5 separate regions of the Sus scrofa genome follow, and all the other regions are linked to region 3. The links are chromatin contacts, called in public Hi-C and HiChIP or PLAC-seq maps. All regions are on one chromosome and are shown on one strand. Each heading gives the region's core, a stretch centred on a gene start, on an enhancer-like site or on the middle of the called end of the contact. The rest is flanking DNA. Distances are from core to core; before and after follow the strand shown. Region 1 has its middle 80 kb from the start of ZFP36L2. Region 2 has its middle 120 kb from the start of ZFP36L2. Region 3 holds the start of ZFP36L2 (mRNA decay activator protein ZFP36L2). Region 4 overlaps THADA (thyroid adenoma-associated protein). Region 5 has its middle 110 kb from the start of ZFP36L2.

Region 1 (4,850 bases), core at 2,232-4,731, 82 kb after region 3:
ATTTTTGAGGTCACATGTCTTAACCTTTCTGGTCTTCAGGCTTCTCATCTGTAAAACGGGAACAATTCTATTTACTTCCCAGGGTTGAGAAAAAAGGGTTGTGGTTGCAATTCCTGGAATACAGTGATGGCTCACTCAGGGGTGGTCCCTCCTGTTTTTTTTTTTTTTTTTGGTCTTTTTTTCCTTTTAGAGCCATACCTGCGGCATATGGAAGTTCCCAGACTAGGGGTCGAATAGGAGCTGCAGCTGCCAGCCTGCATCACAGCCACAGCAAACACCAGATCTGAGCCTTGTTTGCGGCAATGCTGGATCCTTAACCCACTGAGCGAGGCCAGGGATAGAACCCGCATCCTCATGGATGCTAGTCTGGTTCATAACCTGCTGAGCCACACAGGAACTCTGGTCCCTCCTGTTCTTTAATCTTGCTTTTCTTTTTTTTTTTTTTTTTTTTTTTTTTTTTTTTTGTCTTTTTGCTATTTCTTGGGCCGCTCTCGCGGCATATGGAGGTTCCCAGGCTAGGGGTCAAATCGGAGCTGTGGCCACCGGCCTACACCAGAGCCACAGCAACGCGGGATCCAAGACAAGTCTGCGACCTACACCACAGCTCATGGCGACGCCGGATCGTTAACCCACTGAGCAAGCGCAGGGACCGAACCCGCAACCTCATGGTTCCTAGTCGGATTCGTTAACCACTGCGCCACGACGGGAACTCCTAATCTTGCTTTTCAAATGCTTACCTATTTGCTATCTCATTCATTCATTCATTCATTCACTCACTCACTCAATTTATTGAGTCCTGTGACCCAGGTACTGTTTTAGGAAGCAGGGGTCACAGGATAGAATAAAACAGAAATCCCTGCCTTGTGAAATTTACACTTTGATAAGAGAGACAGATAAAAAAATATGATCAAATATGTGGTATGTTTGGTGAGGAAAGATGCTAAGAAGAAAAAAGCAGGGGTGTGTGTGGGGGGGGCATAGAGAGCACTCAGCTGGGGGCCGCAGCGTTAGCTGATGCAGCCAGGGAGGCCTCAGTGAGAGGATGTATTTGACTAAATTCTGAAGACAGAGTCCTGAGGCCCCTCCAGGCAGAGGGAACGGCAGGTGCAAAGGCTCTGAGAGGGGAGGCCTGGGTGTTTGTGGAAGCCAGGGCCAAGCATGGCTGGAGTTGAAGCCAGAAGGGAGAAAAGGGAGGGGTGGGCAGCTCCTCTGGGACCATCGCAAGGATTTTCCTCTGTGCGGTGGATGAGATGGAAACACACCAGTAGGTTGGGAGGAGAGGGTCAGTGGCTGCAAGTGGACCACAGACTGCTTCAGGGAGCAAGAGGGGAGGCAGGGAAGCTGGTGGACGGTGGCCTGGCCAGGGGGTTCCCTGGAGGAGGGAAAAGTGGCTGGACTCTGAACAGTGTTTTGGGAGGCAGAGCAAACAGGATCTACCTGTCGATTTGCGGTTGAAATTTGGAAAGCAGATGTTACCAGATTCTCATTTCATCCAAGAAAAACTTGGAGAAAAGGCTGAGTGACTTTGCAACGTCATAGGGTGGCTGAGTGGTATCTCTCACGGGCAGGGAGGGTGACAAGTACTAAGGCGTGTGCCATCTGCAGGTGGGTGTGGCTGCGACGTTCCTTTCTCTGGGTCTATCTGTCACCCCATCTCCATCTGTCCCCCTCTGCCCTACTTTCCAGCCTCTGTTCTGCTATGCATTGCAGACACATCATCATCTTCTCCCAAGTCCGTTTCTAAGGAGTCAATGTGCTTCTGGTGCCCAGGGGACCCACTCTAGGTCTCTGAGGGTGTGTGACTCTGTGTGTGCCCTGGTGCTGGCATGTCTTACGTGAGTGTAAATGTCCCCAGTGCATGTGTGTCTGAGTGTTACTTTGGCATCTGTGAGGTGTAGTGGATATCTCCGGCTATGAAAACCTGTGTGTTTTGGGGGAGGGTGGTGAAGCTTAAGGGACCGAGTATGTGTGTGTGTGTGTGTGTTTGTGTGTGTGTGGTGTCACCTGTGTGTGCCAGTGTGTGAATGCATGGACTTGTCCTTTCTCCTCTCCACCCATTCAGATTTGCTCTCATCCTAAAAGGCCCAGGTCAAGCCTCCTCCCTTTTTTCTAGTTCCTAACCTCCCGCCATCCCCTCTCTCAGTCATTGCTACCCCCATCCTTTGGTGGTGGTCTGGCTGGCTTAGAGGGGATCTGCCTTCTAGAACTCCATCTCGCACAAACTGCAGGGCTGGGTGGGGCTGTAGACACATCCCGTCCCCTGATCAGCCATCAGCTTCCCTCTCCTGAGGCCAACTGCCCCCCGCCCAACCGCCATGGGGTGCTTGAATGCAGAAGGAGCTGGCAGCCTCAGCAGAGGCAGGTGGTGGCAGGCTCCCTGCCCCCGAGTGGCCAGCTGGCCCCCAGGCAGCAGGATGCAGCTCCTCACTGCACTCTCTCAGTGAGCTCCCAGGCACAGGTTGGTCAGGGAGCCTGGGGACCCCAGAGACTTCCCCCACCCTCCCCCTAGAGGCCCCCAGTCTAGGGCCTTCTCCCTGAGCTCAGGCCCCCAAGGGGTGGTAGGCTCCTTCTGGTCTAAACCCTTTGTCCCTCTCTGTCCCCTACTTCCCATGACACTGGTTCCTGTGGGAGCCCTTTCGCTTTTGCTGTAGGTACCAGAAGGTCCATTTTCTTTAACCCACGGGGCGTCAGCCCTCACTCTTGGCAAGGTGAGCAGATGCCAGAAGGCGTGGGGCCACGTCGGTCCACCAGCAGGCCAGGTTGTCCTTCCCTCAGTCCTGGCAAGGCATGCCTCTGCCTCAGGGCCCTTGTTCTAGCTATTTCCTCTGTCTGGAATGTTTTCTTCCAGACCTTGCTTGGCTCCTTCTCCAAGCTTTTGTTGAAATGTCACCTTTTCAGTAGGGCCTCCGTGGACCACCCAGTTTAATACTGTGACCTGTGTACACATGGGCACACACCCCTCTTGTCACCCCCCCCAGCACAGCCCCTCCCCCTCACCCCCCCAGCACATTACAGCTCTCAGCGTGGTTCCATCTCCTCTCTTCCCCTGTGTCACCTGCCACCTACTGACACACCTGACTTCACTTGCTTCATCTACTGTGTCTCCCCAACAAGAATATTGACCCCACGAGGGCAGGGATCTTTGTTTTGCTCGTGGATGTTTCCCAAGTGCCTGGAACTGCTGGGCCATTTTAGATGCTCTACAGACCTTTGTACAGTGTTGTTAGGACTGTCACCCAGAGGAGAGCAGCTGCACAAGCAAAGGCTGGTCCTCTGAGGGGCCAGACGGGGGCTAGCTGTCGGACCCCGCAACCTGTGGTCAGAGGGGATGGACGCTGTGCTCCCTCCCAGGGGAGGACCAGCTCCCTTCCACCCCACCTGCCCCCCTCCCTGGAACCACACCCCCAGGGCAGCCTTGCACACGTCTGTTGGCTCACACCTGCAGACCCTGCACCCAGGGCCCCACCTCCCGCCAGCCCTTGTGCACTCGCCCTTGACGTGGTGGCTGTGGTTTCAAGGCCTTAGAGGTGCAGATTGGAGTCAGGGCATCCTGTTCTCTGTGGCTGCAGCAGCAGGTGGGGGTGGGGGACAGGTTCCCCTGCAAACAGGCACACGCAAAGGCCCCTTCTCCCTGCCTTCTTACACACGCGAATACACACATGTGCACGCAGACAGATGGACACCGGGTGGCCCCCGTAGGCTGGCAGCTCTTAGGCCCCAGGCACAGGAACCGAGCACCCATCTGTAGCCGACCCACTGGGGGCAGGGAGCTGCTGGCTCCCTTCCCTGTGCCTGAGCTCCCACCTTCACAACTTCATGCCCAGCACATGGCCTGCCAACCTCATCTCAGGTCTTTTCTTTGGGGGAAGTCTTGTTCTGCCGCCTTCTGTCCTAACCACATCCCTGTGGGAGGGGTGGTGTATTCAGCCCTCAGTGGGGTCCAGTTGTCCAGCCAGTCCTGGGAGCATACTGATCCCTGGCTCAGAACCCTGCCATGGCTCCCCAATGCCCGCCAGGTCCAACCCAAACCCCTGGTCCTGGGCCTCCCCTGCTCCAGGGATCTCCACTTTGAGGAGAGGTGAGGGTGCCCTCTGGAGCCAGGCATCCTGGTTTGAATGCCAGTTCTGTGTGACCTCAGGCAAGTCGCTTAACCTCGCTGTGCCCCAGCGTCCTGCCTCACAGAGCTGTTGTGAGAATTACATAGGTTTATATATGCAAAGCATTTAGCACAGCACCTGCTCTGCAAGAAAGTTGTCAATAAATGATAGCTGGAAAGGATGTCTGTTTCCTGCCAGAAAGGACCTGAGAAATGTCTTCCAATGGGGCTTGTGGCTCAGCTCTCAGCTCTGGCCTTTCAGACTGAGCCAGCAGCTTCCAGGCCACCTGGGAGCTGGCTGGAGACTCAGAGTGCCAGGCCCCCTGGGAGTCCTAAAGCAGCAGGTGGGGGGAGGGGCCTGTACACTGTGGCCTGTAGCCATTTGTGGGGTGGGAGTCCCCTAAGCCCCCATCCCAGCCTCAGACTGGTCCACCACCTGCATCCTCTGTCTTCTGGCCTTGCCAAGGCCCCTCTGCCTTGCAAGGCTCCTGCAGGAAGAATGCCTGTCAACTTTGCCACCTCAGTGCCCACAGCTCCTATTTTCCTAGAGCCTCAGTTCCTCAAGAAGAAAGGGAATAAAAACACCCACATCCAGGGAGGTCAGGGATGAGCAGTGCACCACCGAGGCAGCCAGTCAGGGCTGAGTATTGCTACTGGCTGCACCCCAGGCCTGGTGGGTCCCGCCTGCCATGCTGGAGTCCCCGCAGGGATGAGGGAAAGACCTGTTGATGGAGGGGGGCTGGGATGAACTCTG
Region 2 (4,873 bases), core at 2,348-4,847, 130 kb after region 3:
AGCATACCATTTAAGATCAATGCACGTGTATGTCCCCCATGTCTGCTACGTCTTAATAAAGAAGTTGACCAATGTCTTCCCTTCGTTCAGGAGTGATCTTTAGGAATTTCCTGACTCTTAGGTCTTTTGCTCCCGGGGGGCTGTCTATCCTTCCCTGCTCCCCAAACTCCCCCGTCCCCAGCCCCAGTCCATCCTGAGAGCAGCCTCGATCACCCTCCTCTAGAGCTTGGTATCAGCCGGCTCCCCTGCCAGGCTTGGCCTGGGGCCGATCCCAGGGTGGGGGCTGTGCTGGGAGGTGTGCTGACTTTCTGTTCTTGGGACAGGCTCTGGGGCTTTCTAAGACCTGAGCTGGAGGCAGGGGGGTTCCTGCTTTGGGATTGCTGGGCAAGCTGCTGTGGGGTCTTAGATGCCCCTGGGGGCTCATGAGTGGGAAGGGAGATGTACCACCCCCCATTCCAACAGAGAATTGGGGGATTGAGGGGGCTGCAGAGTGCTTGGAATAAGTGAGCCACAGGGGTAGGTGCTTGGCGTGGCGGGCCGGGTTCCTGGAAGGAGAGCCGGGAGGGGTGGGCGCCGAAGGCGTCCGGGCTGGGCTGCAATAAAGAGCTTGTTCTGCTCACAAGCCTTCTATTTGAGGACCTGGAGCCATGACGTCCCTCAGAGTTTCCATTCTCTGAGCTGCAGCTGTTGGTTACGTGTTTCATTCAAAATGCTTTGCAGGAAGCAGCAGGCTCCACATTCCAGGGCTTTTAGTCATTTTTTCTCTTAGAGCTTTGGGGCTGGGATTAGAACGTTCTTCAAACCACACTGTCCTCGGCTGGACTCCCAAGAGGAAGTGGGTGGGTCCCTGGGGGATGAGAACATGGGCCCCAATTCAGAGATGGAATGAAAAAAGATTAAGGCCGGCACAAGTAAACTCCTAGAGAGATGGCTGAGCTGAGGCCCACGTTGGGCAAGGGGTGGGAGCAGGGGGCTGGCGACTCTTGCCTCCCCAGCCAGGGGCCCCTGGAACTCAGTCTCTGGGTGTGTGTGTGTGTGTGTGTGTGTGTGTGTGTGTGTGTGGTGTGAGACAGAACTGTTAGTGCAGCATTTCATCCTGAGGGACCCCCCATGCTCAGCCCTTCGCTTTGCCCTCAGGCCAAGCAGAATGTGACAAGGGCCTCACTGGCTTCAGGGAAGGGTGCAGACATATGTTGAGATTTGGGGCAGAGGGAGAAGCACTTTAGCAAAAGGACCCCACAGATATACGAAACCAAAGAAACTACAATGAATTTTTTTTTGTTTTTGTTTTTTTGTTTCTTGTCTTTTTAGGGCCAGACCCGCGGCATATGGAGGTTCCCAGGCTAGGGGTCTAATCGGAGCTGTAGCTGCTGGCCTACACCACAGTCACAGCCACGCCAGATCCGAGCCATGTCTGCAACCTACACCACAGCTCACGGCAATGCCAGATCCTTAACCCACTGAGCAAGGCCAGGGATCGAACCCACAACCTCATGGTTCCTAGTCGGATTCATTTCCGATGCGCCACGACGGGAACGCCATGAAACAACAATAAATGTTTGCAGAGTGTCTGCTACATTCCTGGCACGGGGCCGGGTGTTGGCAGCACCGCAAGGTGCAAGATGGAATCCATCTCTGTACTTGCAGTAGGGCTGGGAAATAGGGCCTGGAAGGCATCCACTGGGATAAGGAGGAGGGAGCAGATTAAAGAAGCCAGGGCCTGTGGAGCCCAGGCTGTGGTGGGCAGAGGGGAGGCGCGTGTACAGGGCCGCCAGAGATCAGGTTGCTGCTGCAGCGCACAGGGCGTATGAAAGGCAGGGCAGAGCCCAGCAGTGGGGGTGGCTGAGGCTCTGGAAGGGGGAGGGTGATTAACACGAGCAGAGCCCCAGTGGTCCTGAAGCAGGACTATCCCCCTCGGGTCACGAAAAGCCCCAGAACCTGTTCCACGAGGAGGACGAGAGAAAAGCAGGGGTTCCTAGTCAACCCCGCAGCCCGGTGCTACCCTTTCCTCTGAGCGCCTGGGCAGAGGGAAGGAAGTTCTGTACTAAGAGTCTCGTCCCGCATTTGGACAAAAATGCCAACGTGTTTTTGCACCCTGGATGTAGACAGAATTCAAAATATGGCCCCCTGAGATTTCTCATCCTAATCCTCAAATATGATGAGCTATTGAGCCTCTGATTCTGTTACATTAGATGGCAAAAGGATTTTAAAAACCCAGTAACAGTTTAGAATCAGTCAACTTTGAGTTACTCAAAAGGGAGGTTAGGAGTTCCTGTTGTGAAGCAGCGGAAATGAATCCGACTAGTATCCATGAGGATGCGGGTCCAATCCCTGGCCTCACTCAGTGGATCGAGGATCTGCCGTTGCCGTGAGCTGTGGGGTAGGTCGCAGACTCGGCTCGGATCTCGTGTTGCTGTGGCTGTGGTGTAGGCTGGCAGCTACAGCTCCAATTCTACCCCCAGCTTGAAGACCTCCATACGCCACAGGTTCGATCCTAAAAAGCAACAACAATAATAATAGTAATAATAAAATGGGGGCAGGACTATCTAGTAGGTGTTCCTAATCTATTCACACAAGCACTTAAAAAGAAATTTTTTTTCATCTTTTTGCCATTTCTTGGGCAGCTCCCTCGGCATATGGAGGTTCCCAGGCTAGGGGTCCACTTGGAGCTGTGGCCACCAGCCTTCGCCAGAGCCACAGCAACGTGGGATCCAAGCTGTGTCTGCAAACCTACACCACACTCACGGCAACGCCAGATCGTTAACCCACTGAGCAAGGCCAGGGATCGAACCCGCAACCTCATCATTCCTAGTCGGATTCGTTAACCACTGCGCCATGATGAGAACTCCCACACAAGCCCTTTAAAAGCAGAGAGTTTTCTCTGGCTGGTGGCTGGAAAGGAAGTCATGGATTTGAAGTATGGAAGCGGGTTCCATGTCCCTTTAATGACTTGAAGGTGGAGGGAACTGCATGGAAGGAGCCTAAGAGAGAGCAGCTTCTAGGCGCTGAGAGGGACCCGCGGCTGACAACTGGCGGGAGAACATCTTAGTCCTACAGCCGCGGGAGCAAAGTTCTGCTACGTCAAAATGAACTGGGGAGCAGATTCTTTCCTAGCACGTCTGGACACCAGCCCACCCAGCTCACACCTCGATTTTGGCCTTGCAAAGCCTCAGCAGAGCATCCAGCTGAGCCCACCTGGACTTCTGACCTACAGAACTGAGATAATTAACCAGGGTTGTGTTAATTTTGTGGTACTTGGTTATCCAGCAGCCGAGAGCAAATACGTTTCCACTTTTTTGTTTCTTCGGAGAAGGTCCTGAGGCGACTCTGCTGACTCCTTCTCTGCAGGCAGGGCAGGCTGGATGCACGGGTCCCGGCCGGGGCTCAGACCTGGGCCCAGCGGAACCGCCACACATGAATGGCAGGCCCTGGGCCTCAGCCGAGGGTGTCTTGTCTTCCTGCTCAGGAAGGAGAGGGGAGGCCTGCATCTTACACCCCCCTTTCTAAGAACCAGCCAGCAGCTCCCTCTGTAGACTGTCAGCTGCCAGCTCTCCTAGCCCCGTGTTCCCTGCAGAAGAGCAGAGCTCTGGGCGGAAACCAGAGAAGGGCAGTGACCTCGCCCTTCCCCCCGCTTCTCAGATGACAAGTCTGGGCTCTGTCAGGGCAGGAGGCAGGAGCTGGGATGCATGGAGTTATAAACTTCAGCAGCACCCTTCCCCACCCCCGTGAAAAGCATTCTCTGACGGGTTAGAACGGGGATTTTTAAATTTTATACTTGCTTCCTGACTAATTTGTTGGACACAGAGTCAGGTACCCTTGAGAGTGCAGAAATGTTTGCAAGGAGGAAGGTTATGTTTCTGCTTTACTGATGAAAAAGCCCCAACGAAGTTTCTCGCATTCCCACGTGAGGCCTTTTCTCAAAATCTTCTCTGATTCTTCCCAGATGGTGTCTAGCTCTGTCCCCGCAGCCCCTGGCAGGGTGGGGCTTCCGAACATAGGAGGGCTCTGTGTCCCATGGACCTGAGATCTCAGCTCTGTCACTTAACCCTCTGGGGGCAGTGGGGGCTGGGCACCCTCCCCAGCCTCAGTTCCTTCCCGTAGGACATAAGCCTGGTGGGTAAGAAGGAAGGAATAAATACTGTTTTCCTTATCCCCCGCCTTGCCCCTGCACAACAGCTACCTTGGAAATGTGTGTATTTTTGACAGCCTGACAAGAATTTTCATTCTGGTGACAGGCGGGCCTGGCCGGCCAGCAGCAAAACTCTTCAGTTAGCAGGTTACCTTTGCGCTCCACCTTCTCAAAGCCTCTTCCTCTCTCTGTGTCCCATTTCCTCCTTTCAGGCCCAGGCTGGTTCCATCCCAGGGCCCTGGGGGTGGACACGCTGGGAAGCCTCTGAAAACCTCTCACAGCTGAGTGTTGGGGAGGGAGGGCAGAACTGCCCCCTGGGGACTGAATGGTGGCATCCAAGGCTTGGGGCAGGCAGGCCGGAGGGGGTGGGGTAGAGGGGTGGGGGTAAGAGGGGTGGGGGTAGGAATGGGGGTGAGTAGGAGTGGGGTGGGCAGGGGTGAGGGAGGAGGGTGGGGGTCGTGGCGATCATGGTGGGGTGGGGGCTGGGAGGGGTGTATTTCTGGCAGGTGGGGGGTTTCGAGGTCCTTCTGGGGATCTGTCTGGTGGGGACCATGTGACGTGGTTGTGTGAGTGAGGTCCCCTCCTGCTTGATTTCTCTCAACTGCGTGTTTGGAGGTTTGCTCTAATCCTCTTAGGCTGGAGGTTTTGCTGTCAAGGAATCTGGGGGGAAATCAGCTCCATTTCAACTTTTCAAAGTTTCCACGGCGAGGGCTGAGCTGAGCGGGTCCTGAAGACGGAGGACGG
Region 3 (5,112 bases), core at 172-2,671:
TGGGGAAGGGGGCGTGGGTAGCTTCTTGGCCTTGCGCTTACTGGACCTTTCAACTTAGGCCCAGTTACAGCCTAGGCTGTCAGGTGTGCGAAATCATGGGCCCAGCTCCAGCTTTTTGGCAGCATATGCGAAGACGCGGAGCGAGGAGTCCCGGACCAGATCTGCTCGAGTAGGGCCGACAGCGGCTTTAGCCTCCCTGGGCGCTAGGGGGGGCGTCTGCCCCATACCCACAGGGCACCCGTTGGCAGAGCATTTCCCAACGCGAGCTTTTGGGGGTGTGGGAGGAAACCCGGGCGAGCCCACCAGACGCGTCCTCGGTGCCCAGCCCTGCCTGGCTGCGGGTCGGCCTCAGCCAGAGCCTGCAGCCCACAGGTTCTGCTCACAGTTAAGGCGGGGCGCGGCGCCCTCAACGGCCGGAGGGAAAGGGCTAGGAGGCCGCGCCTGGCCAAGGCTGCGGAGGGCGGGAGCCTCGGCTGGCAGCTGTGCCACCACCCCCGGGAGGGCTGGGGAAGACCGAACCGACCGGCAGACAGACAAGGTGGCGGGAAGTGGCCTCCATGCCTGCACGGCTCTCCCGGCCTTTCCTCCAGTCCTCCCAGCCGGCTCCCCCGCCCGGGACGCCCCGCGCCACTCCGCGCCTTTGGCCCTGGCTCAAGGTCTTGTGATGTGATTAGCAAAGCCAGCGCCTTGTCCTCAGACACTCAGCCCTGCCCGGCAGGCCCCGGCGCTCAAGCCCTGTTTACTGCAGCCTGGGCGGGAAGGGGGGCGGAGAAACGGGCCCAGGCTCCTCCGGGCAGGACTACCCCGGCAGCCGCCCGCGTGGCCGCTCCCGCCCCCACACCCACCGCACTCCACGTGCAGTCGGGATGGAGCCACCACCCATCCGACTCAAGCCCTCGCCCCCCCGCCCCCCCCGGCCGGAGCACCCTTTGCAACCCAGTGGGGCCGCGCGGACGGTTGCAGTATTCTTGCATTTTGCAATTCCCGCGCCCAGTATAAGACCGAGGGTGGGAGATAAAAACTCCGCAATTTCGCGTAGCAGGATCGGGCGGGGAGAGACACGTCCAGGGCTGCAGAACCCCGGCCAGCTTAAACGTGCTGGGGATTTCCAACAGTGCAGCCCCAGAGGAGGGGAGCTGAATCTTCCCGCCGCCACCTAGCAGCACCCATCTAGGCCGAGCTCTCCACGCTGCCCCGGGCGCCCCAGCGCCCAGCCCCGCCCCGAGGCCTCCCCACCCCCCTCCCCCAGAGAAAAAAAAAAATTGGCGGCGGCCAATGGGAGGCCGGGAAGGCGCCTGACGTCCGCGAGCCGGCGGGCGGCGTTGCCTGGAGACCCCGGCGGGGGTCAGCGTTCTGTCCCCTCCCCCGGCACGCCCCTCCAGCCTCTGCCGCGCTGCGGGACAGTATATAGGGCGCGCGCTCGCAGGCCGCTGAGTTCCAGCAGTCCGAGAGCTGCCGTCGGCTCCGCGCGGGGGGGCGGGCCGGGCACCCCGGGGCGCGGAGGAGCGCTCTAGCTTCACTCTTTCTTTCCCCCCACTCCGCACTCCTGGGCACCCTCAAAACCAGTCCACGCTGCTGCCTCCGTTCCTTCTTTTCTCGCCCCCCAGCAAACTTTCGATCCCTCCCCCGCCCCTCGCCCGTTATTCGTCGTGGCTCGAGCCGGCCGCGCCGCCGCGAGGGTTCCTCCGGACCTCCCTGCCTGCAGCTCCGACCATTACAGGATCCAGAAACATGTCGACCACACTTCTGTCCGCCTTCTATGATATCGACTTCTTGTGCAAGGTACGCGGGCGGGGAAAGGAGGGAGGGAGGGAGGAGGAAAGGCAAGAAGGAAGCCCTTCGAGATTTCAGGCTTGGCCCTCTGCCCTCGGCTTTGGGAGTCCTTTCCTCGCCTTGACTTTTGGGTTCGGGAAAAATCCTGGAGTTTGCAGTGTGTGTTCTCGCGCCTTGTGGGCGGAGAGAAGGAGAAGAGAGGAAGGGCTGGAGGGAGTAGCTGTAGCTGTTTAGTTTCTCCCCAGCCGACCACAGCCACGCTGCCCGGGGCTTCCCGGACGGGGTTTGCGCCGCCCAGGCCGGCGGCCCACGGCTGAAGATCACATGTTGCAAGCCGGCGCGGCCTAGGGTGGGAGAGTCCGGCTCCTCCCAACTCGAACTTGATTCTTGTGCTCTTGTAAGGGTGGCGGTTGGGGGCCGAGTCAGAATCCGAAAAAAGGGAAAAGAATCAGAGAGCTGCAAGTGGTTGTTACTCTGCAACTCCTCCAACTCTTCCCTCCCTTTTCCACTTTTCACCCCTTCCCCGCTACCCTCCTTTTGGCAGACGGAGAAATCCCTGGCCAACCTCAATCTGAACAACATGCTGGACAAGAAGGCGGTGGGGACGCCTGTGGCCGCTGCCCCCAGCTCGGGCTTCACCCCGGGCTTCCTCCGACGGCACTCGGCCAGCAACCTGCACGCGCTCGCCCACCCAGCGCCTAGCCCCGGCAGCTGCTCGCCCAAGTTCCCGGGCGCGGCTAACGGCAGCAGCTGCGGCAGCGCGGCGGCCAGCGGCCCGGCCTCCTACGGCACCCTCAAGGAGCCGTCGGGGGGCGGCGGCACGGCCCTGCTGAACAAGGAGAACAAATTCCGGGACCGCTCGTTCAGTGAGAACGGCGATCGCAGCCAGCACCTCCTGCACCTGCAGCAGCAGCAGAAGGGGGGCGGCGGCTCCCAGATCAACTCAACGCGCTACAAAACTGAGCTGTGCCGACCCTTCGAGGAGAGCGGCACGTGCAAATACGGCGAGAAGTGCCAGTTCGCGCACGGGTTCCACGAGCTGCGCAGCCTGACTCGCCATCCGAAGTACAAGACGGAGCTGTGCCGCACCTTCCACACCATCGGCTTCTGCCCCTACGGGCCGCGCTGCCACTTCATCCACAACGCCGATGAGCGGCGGCCTGCGCCATCGGGGGGTGCCTCCGGGGACCTGCGCACCTTCAGTGCCCGAGACGCGCTGCACCTGGGCTTCCCCCGGGAGCCGCGGCCTAAGCTGCACCACAGCCTCAGCTTCTCGGGCTTCCCGTCGGGCCACCACCAGCCCCCGGGGGGCCTGGAGTCGCCCCTGCTGCTCGACAGCCCCACGTCGCGCACCCCGCCGCCGCCCTCCTGTTCCTCCGCCTCGTCCTGCTCCTCGTCCGCTTCTTCCTGTTCGTCGGCCTCGGCAGCCTCCACGCCCTCGGGCGCCCCGACGTGCTGTGCCTCTGCGGCGGCCGCGGCTGCGGCGGCTCTGCTGTACGGCACTGGGGGCGCCGAAGACCTGCTCGCTCCGGGCGCGCCCTGCGCCGCCTGCTCGTCGGCCTCGTGCGCCAACAACGCCTTCGCCTTCGGCCCGGAGCTGAGCAGCCTCATCACGCCGCTGGCCATCCAGACCCACAACTTCGCCACGGTGGCTGCCGCCGCCTACTATCGCAGCCAACAGCAGCAGCAGCAGGGCCTGGTGCCCCCTGCGCAGCCCCCGGCACCGCCCAGCGCGCCCCTCCCTGCTAGCGCCACCGCGCCGCCCTCACCGCCCTTCAGCTTCCAGCTGCCGCGCCGCCTGTCCGAGTCCCCCGTGTTCGACGCTCCCCCTAGCCCCCCGGACTCGCTGTCGGACCGCGACAGCTACTTGAGCGGCTCCCTGAGCTCGGGCAGCCTCAGCGGCTCTGAGTCCCCCAGCCTCGACCCTGGCCGCCGCCTGCCCATCTTCAGCCGCCTCTCCATCTCCGACGACTGAGGCAAGAGGGCGCCAGTGAGGAGGAGGAAGGGAAGGCAGTTCTGGGGGTGTTGGAGGGCGCCCCGGCGGTCTCGCCTCTGCTAGGGGCAGGGGAGCACGGGGATGTGTAGGGGGGAATGATACCGGCCACAAGCAGACTTCAGGCCGCACCGAGCACTTGGACTCGAACTTGTGTGCCGGGAGGGGCCCCCACCCCTCCCTTTTCGGTTTCCTCTTGTTTTTTTTTTTTTTATTATTATTTTTATTATTATTACGAAGTTTCATTCTTGTTGAGCAAAAAAAAAAAAGCCAACGAACTTTTTGTATCGGTGAACAAAATATTCACAACGGGGCAGTTGTTATGCGAATTGAACAAAAAAAAAAAAAAAAAAAAGACAAACACCTAAAAACTTTTTTAGGTCTCTGAGTGTGGGACTTTAGGAAAAATCAACCCAGCACCAGCAGCTACCAACCACCATTCCATATCTTCACTTGAAAAGCATTAGTTAACAGTCCAGATGTGGGGACTCTTGAGTGGAGTTCCTAATTGTGTGTCTCAGACCAGTGTAAACAAACCAGCCAGCCATCACCTTGCTAAACCTATAAGCTTTTAGAATCCAATATCCTACCAAGAATATGCCTTGATAGCAGACCTCAGCTCCATAGGTGTTTTTTGTTTTTTTAACAAAGTTAAATATGTCTGGAAAAAAAACCTTGCATTCCAAAGTTTCATACCGGTTACTGGTTTCATTGCCACCACTTAGTGGATGTTTAATTTAGAACCATTTTGTCTGCTCTTTTCTGGAAGCTTTGGGCAGAGTTTAGTTTGTAATTGTTGGGGAATAACTGCTGAATTTTTAGCTGTTTTGAGTTGATTCGCACCACTGCACCACAACTCAATATGAAAAAACTATTTAACTTATTTATTATCTTGTGAAAAGTATACATTGAAATTTTTGTTCATACTGTATTTATCAAGTATGATGAAAAGCAATAGATATATATTCTTTTATTATGTTAAATTATGATTGCCATTATTAATCGGCAAAATGTGGAGTGTATGTTCTTTTCACAGTAATATATGCCTTTTGTAACTTCACTTGGTTATTTTATTGTAAATGAGTAAAAAAAATCTTAATTTAAGAGATTGTATGTAATATTTATTTCATTAATTTCTTTCTTTGTTTACGTCAATTTTGAAAAGATTGCATGATTTCTTTACAGAAATCTATCTTGAGGCTGTGGAAGTAGTTTGAGGAATATCTTATGAGTTTTTCTTAGAATGTATAATGGTTGTAGCCCATCCAACTTTAAAAGAAAAAAGTGACCACATACTTTGTAATCAGGCATAAATGTGGCATGCTTTTCTCATTCCAACTTTAAAA
Region 4 (5,449 bases), core at 2,121-4,620, 69 kb before region 3:
TTTTATTCCGGGAGTTCCCGTCGTGGCTCAGTGGTTAATGAATCCGACTAGGAATCCCTGGCCTCACTCAGTGGGTTAAGGATCCAGCATTGCCATGAGCTGTAGTGTAGGTCACAGATACGGCTTGGATCCCAAGTTGCTGTGGCTGTGGCGTAGGCCAGTGGCTGCAGCTCTGATTAGACCACTAGCCTTGGAACCTCCATATACCAGAGGTGCAGCCCTAGAAAAGGCAAGAGACAAAAAAAAAAAAAAAGAAAAAAGAAAAAAAAAGAAATGATTTTATTCCTGTTTTATTATTTTTGATGCTGTTGTAAATGGAATTATTTTCTTAATTTCAATTCTGGATTGTTCACTGCTACTATAAAAAACTATAGTTGATATTTGTATATTAATCTTTTATCCACAACCTTACTGAACTTATATATTGTCTCAAATAGGTTTTTCATTTATTTGTTTGTTTTTATGGACTTCTTTGAACATTCCATCTATGAGATCATGTTATGGGCAATAGAAATAGGTTTTTACTTCTTTCTCTCCAATCTAAATGACGTTTATTTTTCTTGCCTTCTTGCCCTGGTTAGAACCTCTAATATAAGACCGAATAGAAGTGTCTTGTCCCTGATCTTAGGAGAAGAGCTTTTAGTCTTTTACCATTAAGTACAGTGTCAGCTGTGGGTTTTCCATAGATGCTTGTTATCAAGTTGGAGACATGTCCTTCTATTTCTTGCTTGTTGAGTGTTTTGAGCCTGAAAGGGTATTGGGTCCTGTCATTTCTTCTTCTGCACCTATTGAGATGACTGTGTGGTTTTCATCCTTTATGAACATGATGCGGGTCTTGTCTTTTTCTTGATGAATAGTATTCCATTATGGGCATGGGTTGTTTATATTAATTCACTAGTTGAAATACATTTTGGCACTTCCACCTTTGGGAAATTGTGAATAATGCAGCTCTGAGCATAGATATGTTTATGTGGCTATATGTTTTTACCCTCCTAAGTAAAACCTAGGAAAGAGATTACTAGGTCATATGATAAGGATTGTTTAAGTTGTAGGAAATTGCCAAACTGTTTTCCAAAGGGCCTTACCACTTAGCATTCCCACCAGCAGTATATGAGAGGTCCAGTTATCCTGCATCCTCATTGAAACTTGGAATTGCCCCTCTTGTTGATTATAGCCATCCTGGTAGATGTGTAGTGGTGTGTTATTATGATTTAAATTTTCATTTCCCTAGTGACCAGTTGTATTGAGTATCTTTTCATGTGCCATGGTTGCAATATACATATCTTTTTTTGGTAAAGTGTCTGTTCAGATTTCTTGCACGTTTTCTTTTTAATTGGATGTTTTTAATTATTGAGTTGTAAAAGTTTTTTGTTCTGGATACAAATATTTTATACAGATAAATAGTCATTAAATATTTTTTACCTATCTGTTGCTTGTCTTTTTTCTTTTCTTTAATTTATTTTTTATTGTTATTTCCCCCAACTCACTTTTTTTTTTTCCACTGTACAGCATGGGGACCCAGTTACACATACATGTACACATAGTTTTTTCTCCCATTGTCGTGCTCCATTGTAAGTATCTAGACGTAGTTTTCAGTGCTACACAGCAGGTCTTTTTTCTTAACAATGTCTTTTGAAGAGCTTATGTTTTTAATTTTGATGAAGTCCGATTTATCAGTTTTTCCTTTGTCTTTTATGCTTTTTTTTTTTTTTTTTTTGCTGCGCCTGAGGCATGTGGAGGTTTCTGGGCCGGGGTCAAACCTGTGCCACAGCAATGACAACGCCAGATCCTTCAACCACTAGGCCACCTGAGAACTCCTGTTTTATGCCTTTTGTGCCCTAGTAAAGAAGTCTTTGCCTATCCCAAGGTCACAAAGACAGTCTCTCAGGTTTTCTTCTGAAGTTTGATTTTTAAAGTTTTACGTTTAGATCTGTGATCCACTTTGGGCTAATGTTCATGTATGTCATGAGATAAGGTTGAAGTTTTTCTTTTTTTTTTTTTTTCTTTGTCTTTTTAGGGCCTCACCCATGGCATATGGAGGTTCCTAGGCTAAGGGTCAGATTGGAGCTGCAGCTGCCAGCCTACGCCACAGCCACAGCAACGCAGGATCTGAGCCACATCTTCGACCTACACTACAGCTCTCAGCAACACCGGATCCTTAACCTACTGAGCAAGGCCAGGGATTAAACTTGTTAAACTTGCGTCCTAAGGGATGCTAGTCAGATTCATTTCCACTGAGCCACAATGGGAACTCCTGAAGTTCTTTTTGTTATTTTTCATATGAATATCCAATCGTTCTGACTCAGCAAGACCTCTGGGCTCTGGGTTCTCCCTGTCTGTGCCGGGAGGGAAGGTGCCCCTGCTTAGTAGTCTGGGGCAACTAGAAGTCTCACCTTATGTGTTGCTTTCTTCTCTCGGGGGCCATGGTCCTGGACTGCCCATGTCTGATGTTTAAAAACAATAATTTCACACGTTTGTCTAGTTTATAGCTGTTAGTTGTTTATGGCAAAGGGCAATTCCTATAGTGGTTAAACTTGCATGGGCTAAAAGAACTATCACCTTCATCACTTTGCTTTGAAACTTCTTGGTTCCTCAGTTGTAAAGTGGGGATGGTACCCTCAGAGCATTGGGGTAAAGGTCACCTGAAAGAAAGAGAAAAAAAAAAAAACTGTGAAAACCCCATGGAAAGTAACATTATAAGAAAGAAAAAATCTAGCATAGGAAGACAAGCAGGTATTAGGAAGTAAAATTGGTACCAAAACGAATGGTCGGTCATCTCATCAGAACTTCTGCTGGTCCCATGGCCAGCTACGCTTACTCCCAGGCTCTCCTCCAGTGCCCATCTGGCAGAATGTACTTGATGGCACACTAAACCGCATGCCAGTGCAACCAGATTCTGTTGGATTTGCCAGCTGTAGATTGTACCTTGTGGCGTCATTCCCACATTGATGTAGGCCAGTGGCACCAGAAACCTCTTCAGTCTTAGAGACTGTTTCTTCCAGAACTATAAACTGTAGCGCTGGCAAGACACTGAGATCAGCAGTCCTAGCCACTCATTACAGGTGCGTCGGCAGAGGTAAGCCCCACTTATTTAAAAGAATCTTCCCAGCCACTGAGACTCTCAAAAAGGTTTCACACCGTATCTCATTGCCGAAGGGCAAAAGGGAAGCCCCAGATCCTTTGTGGGGAAGAGGTTAAATGAAATGGGGGGGTGTCTAAGCTGTGATGATACAGAAGTTGCTGATTTCTCAATCTTGTCCTTGGGAGCAATTCGCTGACAAAGAACCCAAAGCAGTGTATGCTAAGAAGTAATTTTATGTTTGTGTCTTCGGGTTGTCATGTGTTTATCCACAAGTATTTCCTGACTTCCTCCCTGTGTTGGGCAGAGGCAAGGATGGGATGGTGGGTGGAGGCAAGAAGTGAAAACTGCTGGTCCCACCCAGGGCCTGGTGAGCTCATTTTTAGCCTACCCAAATCCCTTCAGAACTCTTCGGACTCCATCTCCCAAGCCACAGGGACTGTTGTTATTTTTGGGTTGACCAAGTAGTCTTCAAATAGTATTTTCAGAAGCTCATCCTCCTTCCTCAAGAGCAGATAAGGCGTTTGGTGCCTAAAAAAGTACTTGGAGAATCTGCTGGGGCAGGGGAAGGAGGGAGTGTTTTCAGAGGGATGTGTGTGTCGGGGCCATGCCCGTACGCAGGGCAGAAGGGGTTCAGAGACCCAGAAAGTAGGCAAGACGTAAACAGCCGGCACCCGTTCAGGGTGCTTCTCAAGACGGAGCGAGTCTCCAAACGCTTCCGCCAGGTCCTTCTCCTTGTCTGTGACTGGAAGGGCCCTTCAGGTCAGGATTACTGTTCACCAGGAGGAGCAGAGGATTAAGTAGAAGAATTGGAATTTCCCTTCGATAAGGAGAAGCCAAGATGTATTAAATCACTCGATTTGTGGTGTTGTTGTTGTTGTAGTTCCTATGGTTTCCTCTCCTCTCCAAACATAATTGTGTTTTTTTTTTATACTGAGAAATTGCATAACAGACCATTAACAGCACAGAGTGTACAAACTATCATCTCTGATTATTTTTAGAACCAGTTTATCAACTGGTCCAGATAAGAACATTTGTTGGGTCTGATTACCAGATCTCTCTGACCAGAGCTCCAGTTCTTTGAAATAGAAAAAGCTGACCGTCTCACTGTGCCTTAAAAGTAAAATCCACTTTGTATTCTCTCACTTTTTTTAAGGAGAGTAAAGGGGTGGGGGTGGGGGGGGCTTCTACAGACGTTTCCTGATCGAGCGGGATCGGAGAATTCCGAGTCATTACCATATGTGAGAGAGAAATTCATTCATTCATTCATTTGTCCGAAACTTCTACAGACGTTTCCTGATCTAGCGGGATCAGAGAATTCTGAGTCATTACCATATGCGAGAGAGAAATTCATTCATTTGTTCACTCAATCATTCAAGGAGACAGCACAGGAAAGGTAGAATCAAGAACCTGCCTCTGAGGCTCAATGGCAAGCGACCACCAGAGTGGCACGGTCCATACCCTGGCCATTTATACAGCGTCCCCAGTGTGGCAGTGAAACTGTTTTTTTCTGTTTGATTGGCCTCTTTCTAAGTAGAACAATTTTGCTGTGATTACTGGGGTTTTAGCTTCTCCCATAACGGTCTCTGCGGGGGCCAAGAAAACAGTGTCCCTCGGGGCCTGTACACCAACTCCCTCTGGCCCCATTAATTTTGGCCAGTTCAGCACAAAGCAATGAGGCTATCTTGGTTTGTGACATAACCAGCGAAGGCCAGGAACTGTATACTATTCAGGAGCCTCTTGGTTGAGCCCTAGATGAAGGGGTTGACATGATGAGGAGCCCTGATATACAAAAACAAACACCGTTCAGCACTAGAATTAGACACGTTCAGCACGGCAAGCTGTTTACACTCCAAGAAGCGCGGATGATCTCAGGTGGTCTGAGAAGTGTGGTCCCTGCATCAGCACATCAGCATCGCCCCAGAATTGGCTAGAGATGAGGTTGGGGGGCCCTGCCCTAGACATCCTGAGCCAGGAGCTCTGGAGGTGAGCGCACCAGCCTTTGAGAACCACTGGTCTGAGGTAACCACACAGCCACCCTCTGGGGATATGCTCAGTGCTTGGAATGTCAGATGAAACTGCCCTCGCTCTTTTAATTGTTATTTTTCAATCCCTTTCTCTCTGTTTGCTGAGTAAAGTTAAATTCACCTAAATGCTCTTGTGGTGAAACTCCACTGTATCCATAATTATGTGGTAATGATATCATCCACATTGTTTTCCAGAGTGCCCTTATTAAGGCTATTTAGATTAATATGCATCTTTTCAGATTATGTTGACTTTTTGAAAATCAAACTGGTATGAATAGCTGTGAAAATCAAAGATAACTGACCCATGGGCCTGCCCTTTGGGGCTGTGCTCCTCCTCTAGGGA
Region 5 (5,405 bases), core at 224-2,723, 110 kb after region 3:
CAGCATCCCTGGTCTCTAGCCACTAAATGCCAATAGCACCCCCACCTTATGACAACAGAAAAAGTCTCCAGACATTGCCAAACATCCCCTGGTGGTGGTGGGGGATGGGGGGGGGCAAAATCACCCCTAGGGTGGGAATCACCATCCCTTCTGTCCCATTCGTCACTTGTACCTCCCTCTCTGATACATTAATCGGTACCCTGTTCGCGTTGGTTCTTGCAGCTGTTAACTGCCTGCTTGTATCCTTTGCTCAGTTTTCCATTCAGTCTGCCATCTCCTTCTTTGGTTTGTGAAGGGTGGTTTTTGGAATTTCCACTATGGTACAATGGGATCTGTGGCATCTCTGGAGTGCTAGGATGCAGGTTCGATCCCCAGCCCAGCACAGTGGGTTAAGGATCCATCGTTGCCGCCACTGTGGCTTAAGTTGCAACTGCAGCTCAGATGTGATCCCTGGCCCAGGAACTCCATATGTCATGGGGTAGCCAAAAACGAAAAAAAAAAAAAAAAAAGAAAAAAAAGGACAAAGCTATTCTAGAGATGAGACCCATGTTGGTTTGGACCTGTGATGTCTTCTCATGTTCTGCCGTCCATCTATTAACTGTCACCTTCCAAGTGAGGACATGGAGGCACAGAGATTAAAACTCCAGCAAGTGGCAGAGCCAAGAGATGAGCCCAGGTCTCTGTCTTCAGAGCCCAGGCTCTTGACCCCTGGGGATACAGAGACATGCCTTCCTTCCAAATGTGCCATCAGAGAAAGGCAGACAAGATCAGGCACTTGAGGCCTGGGGAGGGGAAGGAGGTGGTTTGCTCAAGGTCACAGCTAGTCACCAGCATTACCTGGATCTCCTTGGTACGATGCCAAGTGTCTTGGGAGTTGGATTGAGCCTTTACTTTGGTCTGGGAGCGGCCAGATTTGATGGCCAATGTCTGATGAGAGACCCTGGCTGCCGCGAGCCAAGGAGGCAGGGATCTGAGAGTGCCAGGTAGGGAGGGCTTTGCTAGCTCTGCCCAGAGGGAGGATGGACAGGGCTCACAGACTCAGAACTGGCAGATTTCTGGATCTGGGCTTTCTGTGTGCGCAGCAATGCTTTCTGCGCCCAGGGCCCTGGCAGAAGAGTGCTTCTTACCAGGCCCAGAGGATGATGGATGAAGGGGGAGCAGGGGGCAGGGCAGTGGGGGCTTTGTTCCCTAAATGCCATTCACATGACTCTCTGACCTCAGAGTCCTTCCCCTTTCTCTTGTCTTTTTCTCCTTCACTGCCTTCGGCCCTGCTTCGGTTTCCCTTCTCTATTTTCCTTTTCTCAATCCACACAAAGCCCTCAGAGGGCTCGAGCTGCCCTGGGGCCTCCTGCCTCTTGTGAGGTTGGTTTCCAGGGCCCGGACCACAGTCCTGGGGCCATCTGCCTTGGAGGGGCACAGGGAGGCCTTGGGGGCCTGGTAGGGAGCAGGCAAGCCAGTGAGCCAGCACCCAGTAGCTGGCCCTGAACCTAGTATCCTGCCAGGGTGGGGGTGCAGCGGGGCAGCCCCAGGGGCAGTCCACAGCCCTCCCCACCCATCCACGACAGACAAGCCTCGCTACTCACGGAGTCCATCCCACTGGCCTCAAGAGCTTCTCAGCAGAGAAGGTGGCACCCAGATGTGGCATCTCTGGCTTACAGCTTCCTCTTTCGTTTCTAGATGCCTTTTCCACAATGGTTCTGAACTCTTTCTGCTCATTCAGAATCACCTGAGTAACCTTCCAAACAGACTGAGGACCAGGCCCTGAGCTGAGATTCTGGTTTCTTTGGTCCGGAGTGTAGCTGGGGTCGGAGATGGTGTGGTTTTCCCAGGTGATTCTGATCAGACTCGGGCGTGAGAGCCTCTCTTTTACAGGGGGCCGACTGTCACCGAGAGGACGAAGAATGCATTTTCGGAGGCCTGGTCAGACCACCCTCAGTGAGACGGGTGTCCCTGGGCACAGCTTCTCTCCCATCCCTGGGCACCCTAGGGAGAAACGACCCATGTGTGGAATTTCAGACTTGGAAGGGGCCTGGAAAATCAACCAATGTATCCATCCCTTGTTCTCCAAAGGAGAGGCCTGTGCCTGGGTGTGGGGGGGCAGTGGTGGGGGGAGTAAGTGAGGTGCCCAGGGTCACAGAGGGCTTGGGCAAGGTCAGGAAACCCGTCAGGTTTCGGGCGGTCAACTTCCCCCAGCTACCCTCAGCCGGGCCCCTTTCAGGAGTTCTCTCTAGATTAGATTGCTGGGGAGACTGTGACCCCGGGAGCAGTACTGGAGCGGGGGCTTCTCACTGTTTCCTGGAGGGGGAGACTGGCCTTCTGAGCCTGGGAGAGGGTGGCAATGGCTAGAACGAGTGGCTGTTACTCTCGGCCAAACTTTGCAAGAGAACTTGCCGAGCCGCTGACTTTTTGCAGCTGTTTTCTGGGGGCTGTGGACTGAAAGGGGAAGTTTGGCTGCATTTAGAAAGTTGTCCACAAAGAGGAATGGCGGGGGCAGGGGTGAGGAGGGTGGCCGGGCTGCGGAGCTGGAGGAGGAAGGTGGGCGATCTGGGAGAAGTGCCAGCAGAGGCCTGAGGACAAGGGTTTGATTTGGGCCCACATGTGGTCACTTTGGAAACTTCTTGGGGTTGGGGGGGTGCTGGGGGAAAGTGCAAGGGTGGGGGAGGGGGGAGAAAAGAAAAGGAGAAGGGGGAGGGCAGGAGTTCCCAGCTGGGGAGCCTAGCTTTTTCTTGGATTGGAAGCAAACATCAAGGGTGCTGGGAACCTGCCCAGCTCTGGCCCAAAGGCCCAGCCAATGGTTTCCTCTGAGGGGCACAGGGACATGGTGAGAGGGAGGAGCTTCGTCAAGATGGCACAGCCCAGGAGTTCCTGTTGTGGCTCAGCGGTAATGAGCCCAACTAGGATCCATGAGGTTGCAGGTTCAATCCCTGGCCTTGCTCAGTGGATTAAGGATCCGATGTTACTGTGAGCTGTGGTGTAGGTTGCAGACATGGCTCGGATCCTGAGTTGCTGTGGCTCTGGTGTAGGCCGGCGGCTGTAGCTCCAATTCCACCCGTAGCCTGGGACCCTCCATATACCATGCGTGCGGCCCTAAAAAGCAACAAAACAAAACAAAAAAACAGCACAGCCCACGACAGGGGCCAATTAAAGGGGGACATTTCCCCTCCCCTCAGGTCACAGAGATTTCTCTGGGCGGCCTGAAATGTCCCATCTTTAAGGCCAGGAAGGCATCCAACCCCTCAGGGACCAAGCAGGGGTCCAGAATCCAGGGCAGCAGCAGGAAGAACACTCCAGCTGCCCTGACTAAAGAGCCCCAGGCCTCAGTCTCCTCCTCCTGTCAGCACCTGGGAGGAGCAGTCTCACTGTCCTGTAACCACGATCCAGGCCCCAAGCACCAAGGAGGACAAGGGTGCGCCTGGTGACCCTGTGCTCTCGATCAGCGTCAGGCCCCTGTAGGGTGAACTCCGCTGCCCCCAAGCCGAGCCTTCTCCACGCCCCTGTATGCGGGGGTAGAGTGAGGGGGCAGAGGTGGGGGGACCGTAACTTTGACCCGGAGCCTCTCCCAGAAGATCGCGCCTCCAGCAGAAGTGTGCCCAGCAGAGCTTCTCTTCCCAAGGCGGTCCCACCCCCAGAGGGCATGAGAAGAGACTCTAAGAGGCAGGGCCCATCTGTCCTGACACTGACCACGCCACCCTGGCCGCAGAGACGGTGCGGCTGTCTTTCTCAGAGACATGGTGGAATCAGCATCCAGAAAGACCCACTCTGAGGAGGGGCAGGGGGGGTGGAGGCGCTGCTTCTGCCTCCATGGCTGAGCCTCCAAGCATCTCTCAATGAGCCCGCTCCGTGTGCCCTGGCAAAGAAGGCAACTCAACCCAACTCACCGAACAAGCTCCCACTCACTCTGTTACTCGATGTCTTTGCTGAGCACCCACTATGTGCCAACGGCCGAGCTAAGGGCTGGGGGTGAAGAGGAGAGTGCCTGAGGGCTCATCGTGTGTCTGTCTCCCATAGATGGATGGCCCTGGAGCCAGGGGTGGGAGGAGGCAAGGCCCTTACCCCTATCATCTCACCAGGGAGACAAGGTGCACATACACGAATCACTCAGAGAAAGAGGTGATATTTACATAGACACATTCTCAACTCTGGTAACCACATGCTGACGTGCCCACAACCAGGTTCAGGCTGCGTAGGTCTGTAAATACTCTGGGTGGACCTGATGGGGCAGTCCCACTGGGCTGGAGTTACTTTCCAATCTCCTTGGAAGGATCGGATTAGGTGGGTCTATTAACATTGAAAAAAAAAAAAAATCGTCAGTTCTGCCATGAGTGTGTTGGACTGGAAAATCTGCATGGTTTCGACCATCTTTCGTGATTCCTTCTTCCCTTTGATCCTTCTCCTACTTCCTTCGTCTCTCTCAGAGCTGGAAACCTTCCCTGGCCTATGACTGGATGCCAGGTTTGGTTGAATGCCTACTGTTTACAAAGCACAGTGCTAGCTGCAATAGGATTATAGAGACAAACAACACGGGCCTTCTGCTTAAGGACCTCAAACCAACTCGTGTTCAAAAATTGCTGTAATAGGAGTTAGTGAAAGATGTGTATGTGGGGCGAGGCAGACAACAGGAAAGTTAAATCCCATCCCTGGTATAGGATTTGAAATTTTTTTTTTTGTCTTTTTGTCTTTTTTTAGGGCCACACCTCTGGCATATGGAGGTTCCAAGGCTAGGGGTCCAATTGGAGCTGTAGTCGCTGGCCTACGCCACAGCCACAGAAACACCAGGTACGAGCCGTGTCTGTGACCTACACCCCAGCTCACGGCAACGCCGGATCCTTAACCCACTGAACAAGGCCAGGGGTCGAATCCGCAACCTCATGGATGCTAGTTGGGTTTGTTAACCACTGAGCCACAATGGGAACTCCAGGATTTGAAATATTGATTTTGTGTGGTGTGTACACACGCGCGTGTGCTGCCTACCGCTTTTTAATCTCAAATTTCAGAAAAATTATAAGAATATTACAGGTAATTTCTGTAAGCCCTTGTCTGCGATCCACCAATTATTTACATTTTGTGGAATCATTTGAGAACAAGTTAGAGACATTTTGCTTTTACCCTTAAACACGTCAGTGTGTATTTCAAGGACATTTTTTATGGAGTCTGGCTTTCTTATAGTTGAGCCTTCTTCTGCTCATTTTCAGAGAGTATTGGATCATTCTATATCCTAAAGAAAGCTTATTTAATGGGAGACAGCTAGCTTGTTTTTCTGCTTGGTGCCATGCTGGTGGCCTGGCCTTTGGGGGCTGCTGGGTCCTGCAGGGCTTACAGGGTCCCCCTGGGAAATTCTGCCGGCTTCAATGGCTGTGCCTGAGTTGGCTTGTAACCAGCCAATCTGCCCCTAGAGGCCTGGCCAG

What was found. Hi-C and Micro-C count contacts between places; a contact is called where the count stands out from the background. HiChIP or PLAC-seq counts read pairs in DNA pulled down with a chosen protein or histone mark.
Region 1: a Hi-C map of liver shows a contact between it and region 3, with 2.9 times the contacts expected there. The contact joins the enhancer-like site here to the promoter of ZFP36L2 in region 3. A contact is called at or near these places in 3 of 5 promoter capture datasets (fetal liver, liver and skeletal muscle), 31 of 47 Hi-C or Micro-C datasets (alveolar macrophages, blood, brain and 13 more) and 2 of 2 datasets of contacts at active chromatin or transcription factors (alveolar macrophages and skeletal muscle).
Region 2: an H3K27ac HiChIP or PLAC-seq map of skeletal muscle shows a contact between it and region 3. The contact joins the enhancer-like site here to the promoter of ZFP36L2 in region 3. A contact is called at or near these places in 1 of 5 promoter capture datasets (fetal liver), 4 of 47 Hi-C or Micro-C datasets (brain, embryonic fibroblasts, fetal heart ventricle and 1 more) and 2 of 2 datasets of contacts at active chromatin or transcription factors (alveolar macrophages and skeletal muscle).
Region 4: a contact with region 3 is called in an H3K27ac HiChIP or PLAC-seq map of skeletal muscle, with 2.9 times the contacts expected there. The contact joins the enhancer-like site here to the promoter of ZFP36L2 in region 3. A contact is called at or near these places in 1 of 5 promoter capture datasets (liver), 11 of 47 Hi-C or Micro-C datasets (embryonic fibroblasts, fibroblasts, heart right ventricle and 5 more) and 2 of 2 datasets of contacts at active chromatin or transcription factors (alveolar macrophages and skeletal muscle).
Region 5: an H3K27ac HiChIP or PLAC-seq map of alveolar macrophages shows a contact between it and region 3. The contact joins the enhancer-like site here to the promoter of ZFP36L2 in region 3. A contact is called at or near these places in 1 of 5 promoter capture datasets (fetal liver), 5 of 47 Hi-C or Micro-C datasets (alveolar macrophages, brain, embryonic fibroblasts and 2 more) and 2 of 2 datasets of contacts at active chromatin or transcription factors (alveolar macrophages and skeletal muscle).

What each region holds. Positions count from the first base shown.
Region 1 is chr3:97,278,455-97,283,304 of Sscrofa11.1, forward strand. No RefSeq gene overlaps it. Among named protein-coding and RNA genes, the nearest start is that of ZFP36L2, 80 kb to the left of the region's middle. Within about 2 kb of position 3,482, at least 11 of the 83 cell types and tissues checked have an H3K27ac peak or open chromatin away from gene starts, as enhancers often do. A contact at or near this core is called in liver and retroperitoneal adipose tissue, where this site is marked.
Region 2 is chr3:97,322,909-97,327,781 of Sscrofa11.1, forward strand. No RefSeq gene overlaps it. Among named protein-coding and RNA genes, the nearest start is that of ZFP36L2, 120 kb to the left of the region's middle. Within about 2 kb of position 3,598, at least 37 of the 83 cell types and tissues checked have an H3K27ac peak or open chromatin away from gene starts, as enhancers often do. A contact at or near this core is called in brain, fetal liver and skeletal muscle, where this site is marked.
Region 3 is chr3:97,198,974-97,204,085 of Sscrofa11.1, forward strand. It overlaps ZFP36L2 (mRNA decay activator protein ZFP36L2), which reads left to right and starts at 1,422. Exons shown (of 2, transcript XM_003125190.6): 1 at 1,422-1,782; 2 at 2,318-4,121. The coding sequence starts at 1,732. The coding sequence ends at 3,748.
Region 4 is chr3:97,128,026-97,133,474 of Sscrofa11.1, forward strand. The region is part of intron 33 of THADA (thyroid adenoma-associated protein); the gene reads left to right. Among named protein-coding and RNA genes, the nearest start is that of ZFP36L2, 70 kb to the right of the region's middle. Within about 2 kb of position 3,371, at least 31 of the 83 cell types and tissues checked have an H3K27ac peak or open chromatin away from gene starts, as enhancers often do. A contact at or near this core is called in alveolar macrophages, liver, omental adipose tissue and 3 more, where this site is marked.
Region 5 is chr3:97,307,613-97,313,017 of Sscrofa11.1, forward strand. No RefSeq gene overlaps it. Among named protein-coding and RNA genes, the nearest start is that of ZFP36L2, 110 kb to the left of the region's middle. Within about 2 kb of position 1,474, at least 34 of the 83 cell types and tissues checked have an H3K27ac peak or open chromatin away from gene starts, as enhancers often do. A contact at or near this core is called in alveolar macrophages, liver and omental adipose tissue, where this site is marked.